Regions from separate parts of the Mus musculus genome. Here all the other regions are linked to region 2. The links are chromatin contacts, called in public Hi-C maps. All regions are on one chromosome and are shown on one strand. Each heading gives the region's core, a stretch centred on a gene start, on an enhancer-like site or on the middle of the called end of the contact. The rest is flanking DNA. Distances are from core to core; before and after follow the strand shown. Region 1 holds the start of Cenpu (centromere protein U). Region 2 holds the start of Asah1 (N-acylsphingosine amidohydrolase 1). Region 3 holds the start of Wrn (Werner syndrome RecQ like helicase).

Evidence for each region. A called contact is a pair of places that touch in the nucleus more often than the background predicts.
Region 1: a contact with region 2 is called in a Hi-C map of uterus, with 8 times the contacts expected there. The contact joins the promoter of Cenpu here to the promoter of Asah1 in region 2. A contact is called at or near these places in 1 of 39 promoter capture datasets (pre-B cells) and 1 of 484 Hi-C or Micro-C datasets (uterus).
Region 3: a contact with region 2 is called in a Hi-C map of pre-B cells, with 4 times the contacts expected there. The contact joins the promoter of Wrn here to the promoter of Asah1 in region 2. A contact is called at or near these places in 1 of 39 promoter capture datasets (pre-B cells) and 1 of 484 Hi-C or Micro-C datasets (pre-B cells).

What each region holds. Positions count from the first base shown.
Region 1 is chr8:46,550,358-46,553,790 of GRCm38.p6, reverse strand. It overlaps Cenpu (centromere protein U), which reads right to left and starts at 1,722. Exons shown (of 13, transcript NM_027973.4): 1 at 1,664-1,722. The coding sequence starts at 1,704.
Region 2 is chr8:41,372,747-41,376,369 of GRCm38.p6, reverse strand. Asah1 (N-acylsphingosine amidohydrolase 1) reads left to right here and starts at 1,673. Exons shown (of 14, transcript NM_019734.3): 1 at 1,673-1,860. The coding sequence starts at 1,786.
Region 3 is chr8:33,383,073-33,386,993 of GRCm38.p6, reverse strand. Wrn (Werner syndrome RecQ like helicase) reads left to right here and starts at 1,467. Exons shown (of 34, transcript NM_011721.4): 1 at 1,467-1,652. Purg (purine-rich element binding protein G) reads right to left here and starts at 1,152. Exons shown (of 2, transcript NM_001382855.1): 1 at 931-1,152; 2 at 1-664. The coding sequence starts at 658.

The DNA of each region.
Region 1 (3,433 bases), core at 473-2,972, 5.2 Mb before region 2:
AATAGAAAAGACTTATTGCCACCCACACTCCCAGCACAGAATACCGCAGTAATAATCCGAGGGGAGGGGGCTGGGACTCCCCACTTGTAGCCAACTCTCAGACCTGTACTGCCTTTGCTTTGGGATAACCGCAGACTGTGATTCTGAGCTCAGAAAGCTTAAGTGACTTCTGAATGGCACCTCGAAACAGAAGTAGGTGGGACAACCTGGAGGCATAAATTGCCTAGCCTGAACTCTTTTCCATCTGACTCTTTTTTTTTATGATTTGTTTATTTTATGTATAGGAGTACACTGTAGCTGTACAGATGGTTGTGAGCCTGAGCCTTCATGTGGTTGTTGGGAATTGAGCTTTTAGGACCTCTGCTCTGCTCGCTCCGGTCAACTCCACTTGCTCAGTCCCTGCTGGCTCTAGCCCAAAGATTTAGGTATTATTATACACAAGTACATTGTAGCTGTCTTCAGACCCACCAGAATAGGGTGTCAGATCTCATTACGGGTGATTGTGAGCCACCATGTGGTTGCTGGGATTTGAACTCAGGACCTTCAGAAGAGCAGTCAGTGCTTTTACCTGCTGAGCCATCTCACCAGCCCCTCTACCTGTTTCTTGTGTGTGCTCCAAAACCAGAGAAATTCCCTTCTAGCTGTGGGCTGGAGTCCTGGAGCAGTTTCCAAACTCTACAGAAACCTCTTTCTTTCCTAAAGGAAATCTCTACAGTAACCATTTTATATAATCTTTGCTGTATGCATCCGTGTGTTTTAGGAGTGATAATGAACAGATTTCATAAATTCCAAGCCTCAAGATGTTGAAACAACAAAAACCACTGGTTTGGCAGATCAAGTTCTAAGCTCCTTTCCCTTGCTCAAAGGTGGTGGTGGCTCACGCCTTTCATCTCAGCACTTGGGAGGCTGAGGCAGGTGATCTCTAAGTTTATGGCCAGCCTGGTCTACAAGAGTTGAGTTCCAGGACAGCCAGGGCCACACAGAAAAATTCTGTCTCGAAAAACCAAAAAAGGTAAAAGCACAAACCAGCATGCCCTGATAAGCTCCTTTGCCCTTTTTAAATCTTCCTTCCCACTGCTCACCGAATGTGGATTCCCCCACCATCTGTGTCCTGTGGTAGCTACAAGCATCATCTTCCATAGGTAATCCTCCCACGGAAGACTTCCTACGCAGAGGAGACCTTTCTATCCAAATCTCTACCAGGCTTTGGATGCGCGCCAGACACGCCCAGAATATCCTTCGCCAGGAGTTGGTGGCGCTAACCTTTCGGGCCGCTTACTAACTTCTTTTCAGATGCACACCTCTTATATAATGAAAAGATCCATGAAGCACTCTGAATGTCCTTTAGGTATTTAGGCAAGGCCAGCCCAAGCTCTAAACAAGCAGCTGCCTGGTCCCTCGCTAGAGATTTCGTTTGGCTTCCGTGTTTTCTATTACGAAAACAGCTGCGTCTTAGAAATAAAAAGCAATGTCGACAGACCAGAAATGATTACTGTTAAATATTTGCTTGTCACATGAAAGCGACGCTGGTGTCTGAGTTCCCCTACCACACAGCTTGACTCCTGGCTCTAGGATTCGGGGCTGTGGGAATTGAGGCCGGGTCAGCGAGTCTCTGGGACGGGTTGAGCCCATCCTGGGCGGATTTCGGGGCGGCAGCACTTACCCCGGGTTCCCCGAGTATCTCAAACTTCTCCTTGCAGCCATCCTACCGTTCCCAAAGGCAGGGACTCCAAACTCGCGCCTAGCCGGTCTTGCTCTGAACAGCCAATCAGAGCCTAGTCCTCGCTATGCTCCGCCTTTTCCGGGGCGGGGCCAGAGAGCGTCCTGGGCGAGAGCACGATGAAATCCAGGCCTGGAAAACACCCAACAGCGGAGCGGAGTCCAAAGCAACCGGCTTAGCTGCTGCAGGCTGTCTCTCCCGCTCTCGCTCCGTTCCGTAAATTTAGAACTCCCCGGCCTCGTGGGCGGGTAAATGACCCGGAGCTGGTGTGGGTGTGGGTGGACCCGAGCCAGCCGCCAGCGGATCCAAAACTCCAGTGCTTCCGGGCGGGCTGTTAGTTGATGGACTACTGTCAAATCCTTCGCATTGCTAAATGCAGATGCCGCTTTTAGCTCCCTGTAGCAGCTCACTGTTGAACGCGACACGTTATTTGTCCTCCCTTCCAGGTCCTTCGTAAAGCGGGAAGGTCCCTTCTGGATCCATACTCACGATTCTTTTGTTTTTACATTTTTCTTGTGGTACAAAAGAATGAAAAATTGATTTAAAGGGATCAAAGATATAAGAAGTAAAAAAAACGGCCAAACTCAGAAGAAAACTGAATCAAGACGTTGGACTTGGCAATGAATTTTTTTTTAAGATTTATGTGTATCGATGCAAAATGTTATATATTTATTATATATACGCATATGTATGTATATATACACACACACACACGCATATATATATACACATCCGTGGTCCCAGTGGAGGTCAGAGGAGGGCATCAGATACCCTGAAACTGGAGTTACAGATAGTTATGAGGCTGGGAAACTCTGAGGTCTTTGGCAAGAGGCTCCAAATGGCTGAGTCATCTCTCCAGCTCCAACAATGATTTCTTGATTAACCTAAAACACAGTGGTAATGAGAAAGGCCAGAAATGGGGGTGATGGGAGAGATAGATGGTTGTGTAAAAAAGGTGGATGTATTTAAACACTTAAAATGACTGGAATAAAAAGCTGAAATGTCCAATTTTATGTTATAAATTTTATCACAATAAAAATATGAATACAAGCTAGGCAGTGGTGGTGCTTGCCTTTAGTCCTAGAGGCAGAAGCAGGTAGCATGGCCTACAGAGTGAGTTCCAGGACAGCCAGGCCTACACAAAGAAACCCTGTCTCCAACAAAGGGTATTTAACACTGTAAAAATAAAACATAGACACCTATATTACTGAATCAGAACATAAAATGTAACAGTTCTCTCAGACTCTTCCATGAATGGCCCTTTTCACAAACCATACGGTTTTTTTTATTTGTCTTTAGCATTTTTATGCTTTTCAGCCTCGATATGCCTCTGTGTATAATCATTGTATATTTCTATCTCTATAAATAACGTTTGGTAGGTTTTCTGCAAGTATCCTAACCAAAGCCATAATTTTTAAAGTGTCCACATCTGCATGCAGCTGTAGTTCATTCATGCTGCCTTTGGAATTCATTAAGTAACTATTTGCATCGCTTTTATTCCTCTGTGCTATGGGTACATCAATGTTTTCTATTTACTATTCCCGACAGCACATCACCAGGAATTCTTACGCACATCTTCCAGGGCACTTGTCTGTGAGTATCTAGGGTCAGTAGAGATACCATGTAAGATGTAGTCGTGGTCAGCTTTGCATGACACCAGGTTTTGTACATTGTTTTGTGAACTGTAGACTGTTTTCTTTACCCCTCCCTCCA
Region 2 (3,623 bases), core at 424-2,923:
CCACTTACTGTTCAGACCTCCTCTTTTCAATCATGTCTTCCCTGCCTGCATGTTAAAAATTCCAATCCCCTTCCTAGCTTCTACATTCTTCTACTCCTTGCCCGACCTCCCCCCATCCCCCAACATTTACAGCTTTTGCTTGCTATTTTACAGATGAACCTCACATGCCTGGTGTTTGCTATTTCCCATCTAGTAAGTTTCATAAGGGAAGAACTTTGTGCCTTTTTGTTGCTTCCTCAAACTCTGCATCAGAGACCTGATATATTCTGTTTTGTTTTATTTTGGAGATGAAATCTTGCTATCTTGTCTAGGCAGGTTTGAAACGCCAGAGTCAGTGACTGAAGACAGCTTTCTGCCTCAGGTTGCTGTCTAAAACAGTCCTCAGTGTCCCCCTTCAAAAAGTAAGTATTTTCCAATCTTGCTTACCTAAGTAAGATTTCTTTTTTTGTTTGTTTGTTTTTTTTTGTTTTGTTTTGTTGTTGTTGTTGTTGTTTTTTTTTTTTTTTTGAGACAGGGTTTCTCTGTATAGTCTTGGCTGTCCTGGAACTCAATTTGTAGACCAGGCTGGCCTTGAACTCAGAAATCCGCCTGTCTCTGCCTCCCAAGTGCTGAGATTAAAGGCACGCGCCACCACCGCCCGGCCCTCTAAGTGTTTCTTAATCCTGTGTTGTGTATCAACATCTAAACTTCCTCAAAAACAAACAAACAAAAAACAAACAAACAAAAGCCAACTTATTTATCATTTGCCTCCAAATTTAGGTGTTTTTTACACCAAAAAGGAAAAATACTCGGATCCCCAGCACAGGAGTCGGGGGTGAGAATTAAAATAGGATTTTAATGGTCCTGAGTGAGTTTTATAGAAGCATTTTTTTAAAAGCCTCCAAACTTCTTGAGATGCCTGTCGTCGAAGCAGAAAATGTAAATCTAGAGGCATTTTTTTCCTGTTGGATTCTAGATAACTCATCCTATTATGGAGAGCCTTGTCCAAGGTAAAAGCCAAGCAAGTATTTCACTTTTATCTGCTTTTCAAAGTAGACTATGAAGTACCAAGTACCTGTCCTAGGTTTAGGTCCGCTGGACCAACTGGCTTCTCACGAGCTAAAGGAAAACAGGAGTTGAGTAACGCGGCGACAAATACATCGATGAAGGTCCCACCCCTTCAACCTCTCCAACCCCGGACATAACAGCAAGAAACTAAAATCTAAATCCTAGGATTTAGCAGTGCCTTAAGTACCTAGAGTACCCGAGAGATGAAACTTCTGACCCTGACACTTGTCCTCTCTGGTTGTGATCCCTCGGGCAGGATGGATGGATTGAGTGACTCACTTGGAGCCAGCCTTCCCCAGAAGGCAAACTAGGTCTGACGCTATGCTCTGAAACTCTGTCCCTTTGGTGGGCTCAGGAACCGCGACGCCTAGGAGCCAACCTCTCCCGAGTCAGTCGGCGTCCGCCCTCAGAAATCCTCCAGCACCAGCGTCTTGCCCCGGCCCCCGCGCTCCAAACGAGTGAAGGCCAGAGGAAAACTGGAAGTCCCGCCCCGGGGTGCGGCTAAGGCTGGACGAAACCACTGCGTGGCGTGCTGGGGGCGCAGCCCCTCTCGGCCCTGTGCGCGGACTCCGCTCTAGGGACTCGGCCCGGCGCCTCTATCTCTGGCGTGTCCCCTGCCGTGCATGGTGTGGCCCAGGGTCGCTGATCACGCGTTGGGGTGCGGCCTGCTGCTGGTGGAGGTGGTCCCTGCTGCAGCTGCTGCTAGAGTCCCTCGGAGCGGCGCTTGCAGCTGGGAAGATGCGGGGCCAAAGTCTTCTCACCTGGGTCCTAGCCGCGGCAGTCACCTGCGCCCAGGCACAGGATGTGCCGCCGGTGGGTGAGCTCCAGCCGAGGCACAGATGGGGGTGCAGGCGCGGGCTCAGGGGGAGGTGGGCGCAGCTGTGGCGGGGCGGGTGAGGGACACCTGCTCGCGGTCTGTATCTTCCGTGAGGCGTCGGGGGAACTCTGGTTCGGTCCCGCGGAGTATGGGTGCAAATGTGGCTTGTGAACCCCGGGCTAAGTGGCTTTGCTGCTGTATGGACCGAGTACACATTTTAGGGAAGTTCTAACTTTCAAGAACAACTGTGTAGGATTCACGCATTCTCCAATCTTATATTTGAGATTACCAGCTACTGTAGGCGGAACTCTCCAGAGAAAAAGCTAACGATTGACTGGTGGCCGTAGTATTTTCTGCCTGGTTACCTAGTGCTTTTTCCTGAAGAAACCATCGCAGGAAGCTATGGGTCACATGCAGTCTTAGCCCAGATGATGGGAACCCACCCCCACCCCGCCCCCCTAAGAAGGCTGTACTGGCTGTGGCCTTCACGCCCAGGCATGGAATGTCTGTCTGTACCGTGGTGCTGCTCGACCAAGTCACAATGCCACAGACTTTATATATCCGCAAGAGACTGTGAGGAACTAACATGATTCTTGTATTTACTAGAAGAGGAAGTATAGCCCTGGAGTGAAAAATGTAGCCAGAGGTCACATCGTTGTTCCCAGAAACATTTCTAAGTTCAGCCTCTAGGTCAAAGCCCGACAGCGACATTTCATAGATCGATTCTATAAAGGCTATAGAATTGAAGACTGTTTTGTTGCCAGATTTGATAACTAGGAACCTGGATGCACCTTACCTGTGCCAGATGACAAGAATTTTGAAAAGAGGCAAGACATTGGAAATGGGAGCAGCAGGAGTTCTTTTAATTTTATTCCTAGAAGGAGAAATGCTTTTTTGAATTTGAGAGAGAGAGAGAGAGAGAGAAAATTAGCCAGCCACTAGAATAGATACTTAGTAGATAAAAGTAGAATGCACATCAGGGCAGAGGGTGGCACACGCCTTTAAATCCCAGCACTTGGGAGATAGAGGTAGGCGAATGTTCTAGGACAACAATGGACACAGAGAAACCTTGTCTGAAAAACACCACACAACACAAAGTAGAATGCAGAATGGTATACAGAGTAATTTCAGTGACCAAAACCCACATAGTATGTACAAAAGATTGAAGGAAGAGCAAAACGTTTGCTCTAGTGTAGATAAAGAATTGATTTACCAAACTTGGTTGGGATTGTAAGAATTGTTGAAGAATTAAGTATTTTGATAGCTTGTGCCTTTTTGCCCAAAGATTACCAAAGGACACATAATGGTTGAGCAAACTAGGTCTAGTGTTTGATGTGAGGGACTGATATAGACCTTTTCAACCGTGGGTTAAGTAACAACAAATTCTAAACAAAATACTTGGAGAATTTGAGTGTAACCCAGGATTTGTTGTAGAGAGTAGAAGCAGAGCATCCTTTGATTTAGCAAGAGATGCTGTTCTGAGTTACACAGTGTGTAACTCTTTATCAGTGTGTAGACACAATCATGATACAAGCTTGCTTTGTCTCACTTTGTCTCTGCGGTACTTAATTCCTCTTTGTGTCCAAGAGCAGAACACAAGTCCATGGGGTCCTATAGGCCTGTAAGGTGTTAATGTGCAGCTATGAACTCAGAGCAGTTTCATGTCCTTAGAGCTGTTATTTTTGTGTTTGTTTGCTTTTATTCTTTCTTAATACTTTGTTTTTAAATGAAGATATCTTGTTGTTTGTTTCTTTATCTG
Region 3 (3,921 bases), core at 218-2,717, 8.0 Mb after region 2:
CCAAACTGTGGCCAAAGTAACCGATCATGCCAGTGCCCCGCATCATGGTTTGTCTAATCCTTAGGAAGCGACCTCGTTGGTTTTCCTTTAGGTCCAGGTAGTATTTCCTATTGTCCCTCTCTATATAGTCCGTTTTGAGGACACTGTGAGGATGCTCTTCTGACCCCACTGACACCGGTGGGGAGGGTGCAGAGTGCTTCTGCCGCCTCCTGGAGACTTGCTCTTTGCTCTGGCCATGCTCCTGTCTGTGGCCTTTCAGGCCCAGATGGGCATAGTGCTCGATGAAGTCGCCTAGACAGTCCTTCAGCTCTGCTGCTACCGACAGGGAGAGGGTCAGTTTACTCTTTCTGATATTGTCCTGCCGGCCTCTCCCTATCCAGACTTCGGCTATCTTTAGGAAGCGGCCCCGGGAGCTCTGCTTCACGTCTAGGTAAAACCTCTTTTTCTGGATGTCCACACGTTTGGAGGCTAGCTCCTGGATTTCGGATGTGCCCCCAGACTGATTAGGGGTGGCTGACGCGGAGTAGTGGGGGTAGTGAGAATGCTGGGCCTGGGGATAGAGTCTACTCTTGCTTAGGCCAGGGCCCCCTACATTCTTGCCTCCGCGGCCACGGCCGCCGCCGCTGCCGCCGCCTCCCCTTCGCCTGGCTCTTTCCATCTTCAGCTGCAAGTGACAAACAGACACACGGGGTGGGATGGGGGAGGGGTGTTGAGAACAATCGCAGACGCCCCTGGGTCCGCACTGCCCCCGCTGCCGCCGCCCGGAACCCCTACTCTGGCCCGGCTCTCGCGCTCCGGCCTCGGCCGGCTCCGCACCGCGCACACAGCATCCCCTCTGCCGCCCCAGGCCTCCCGCTCCGATTCCCGTACGCTGCCAGCCGCCCAGCTCCGGCTCGGCAGCCCCGGGGGTCCCAGCCAGCCGACACTCACATCATCTCCGTCACCGATGCCCTTCACGACCACCGCCGCCGCCGCCGCCAGCTCTCGGCCCCTCCGCCGCCGCCCCCCGCCTCCTTCCCCGCCGCCGCCGCCGCCGCCGCGCGCTCTGCCCCCCGCCGGAGCAGCGGGGCAGGGGCATCGCCTGCGGCGCCCACCGCCGCCGCCGCGCCTCCTGCGGCCGCTGCCTGGATTCGGGCACCGGCCCGACGCCGCGGGGAGGGCGGGAGGGAGGCGGGGAGCTGCCTGAGGGGCCGGGCTTGGGACCCCGCCTCCCCAGCCGCGCTAGCGGAAAGACGGGGGACTCGGGCTCTGCCTCCGGGCGCGCCCTGACGGCAGACAGCGCGCGGGGACCCGGCGTGCGAGAGAGCCGGCAGGAGAGGTGGCGGGAGGGTTGTGATTTCCCGCGACTCACCCGCACCTGCGTTGAGACTACATTTCCCAGCGTGCCCAGCGGCCGTCAGCTCTGAGCATGCGTGCTGCGCGGGGTGGCTGCGGTGGGTGGGAGGGCGGCGCGGCTGGGAGAGGTTGGGCGGGGCCGCGGGCGGAGTGCAGGGAAGGGCAGTCGCCAGACCAGAAGTGCACCGAGGCGCCCGTTGGTATAAAGTTAGTAAATGTGAGGCCTCTCTCGATGCCTGGGTCCTGGGCTTTGGTTCTCAGTCCTCCATAAATCATCCTGCTGGAGGAGAAGACCCTTAGATCTGGCTCTTCTCAGGGTAACGTGCCTTCCCCGCTTTTGCCTCTCCCCTTTGCGTACCCTGGGCTATATCTACGCATCTCGGACGCTTGTTTCTCTCTCCCACGAGGCTTTCTCTTGGGGTTGTGTTGGGGAGATTCTTGGAAAGGGAGCCTTGCCTCCTTTCTCCTTCAGATCCCCTGGAAAGGGGCCTCGGAGCCACAGGCCTCCTCTGGTCCCGTCAGTGGGCTTTCCCGCCTCTTCCGCCCCAGCTGCTGTTTATAGCGCTTCGGAGGCAGAGGTAACTGAGTCCGGGGAGGCAACCGACTTTCCACTACTGAGCAAATTGTTTTGGACCTCTTAAGGTTAAGTCATTGTACTAATGAGCATTTGGTCTTGTTGAATATGACTCGTTCTCCCATAGACCTGATATGTAAAAACCTGGAGAGCAAAAAACTCTTTAGGATGCTAATCCAGAGTCCCCAAATAACAAATTTCAGCCTTATTTTTCCCTTTGGTTTTATTGAGACCCGGCTTCTCTTCTGTAGCCCCTCACACTTTTAGCCCAGGCTGTCCTCGAACTCAAGAGAGTACGGCCTACCCTGTCATGCCCTCTTGATCTTTTATTAGAGATTGTATGCAAAGCCTGCGGCGTATAGGGCAGTTTGGTACTCGATGTCGTTGTATACTAGTTGTCCCCTGTGTCTCCTCTTGCTTTGAGGATGGAACCCCAGACTGGGACCACTCACCTGCTTGATACAGCGCTCTTCAATTGAATGGCATCCCAGCTCTGCTAATTCAGCATATAATTGTTGAGCGCTGCTGAGATAACAAAATGAATGAAACAGAAAATTTACCCATTTTTGAGCTCACAATTTAGCGGAAAGAGATACACAAAATGCCAAGTGCAGTATTGACAAAGTGAAAATGAAAGAAAGACGGGTGAGGGCCAGTGGGTGTTGGGAGGTACAATTCCCAATAGGTCCTCACTGTGAAGGAAGTGTCTATGGGACAGGAAAGAAAGTGCAAGCCTGAAGGAGGCTGCTTGGAGTAAGAGTAACCTAGAAAGGCCTTTAGGGTAGAGAAAAGGGGCCTGCTCTTAGAGATCAGAGAGATTATGCAGGATTCATGACTATGTTAGGAATCTGGTGTGTCATCCTGAAGTGTTGGGAAGCTCTGGTCGAGTTTTCAGGGAAACACACACACACACACACACACACACACACACACACACACACACTATAATTTGCCAGTTTAATAATTTTAAGTACAGTTCAGTGATAATAAATTACACTCTGCATGTGCAAATGTCGCCGCTATCTACTGCTACCACGTTCTTTGTTGTTGATTTGGGTTCTTGTTTGTCTGTTTTTGGATGCTGGGCATTGCCCATGCTATAAATACCTATTCTTTTACTGCGCACACCCTAGCCCTACTTCCAGAACTTGCTCTTCATCCTAAGCAGAGACTCTGCAGCCATAAAGCAATAACTCTATGGCCTCCTCTTCCCAGGCCCCAGAAATTTTTGTAATATTTCACTTCTCTTATGAATCCATGCATTTCAGATACTTCATGTAAATAGAGCCATTTGTTCTTTTGCACCTGACAGATGTGGCTCCGTCCATCCAGCAAGGTTTCCTTTTCAAGGCCCATCTATGCTGTTGTTCAGAGCTGAGCTTAATTCCTGTTTTAAGGCTGAATTAGTGAATGAATGGTTCCTTGTGCATATGTGCGATAGTTTGCTTATCTTTTATACTACTGATAGGTTGGTTTCTCCTTTGCCCTGAATGTTGTGTGTATCTGTGTCCCTGCTTTAAAGTTTTTTGATGTATCTCTTTATATGGGACTTTCTGGCTTCTGTGATAAGCTTTTTGAGTAACTGCCGAACTTTCACACAGGAGTAATGCACAAGTGTCTTAGTTTCCCCAAAGCCTTGTCAAAACTTACTCTTTTTTTTTTTTTAAATCCTTTCTTATTGTAATTCTGTTAGTGGGTGACATGGGGTAGTATCTTGTTTGTTTTGCTTTGTATTTGGTATTTGGGCTTTGGTTAATGACTAATGTCATTGAGCAGCTTTTCATGTATTTAATGGCTACACTTCACTGGTAAAGAATGTAACATAGTCCTTTGCCTGTTTTCAAATTTGGGTTTTTAATTTATTCAGTTGTAGGAGCTCTTCATTTGAATATGAAACTGTCATCATATATATATATATGTATGTGTGTGTGTATATATATACACATGTTGCAAGCCATCATGTTTTGTGCTTTTTTTTTTTTTCTTTGTTGGGGGATGCTGAGATACAAACT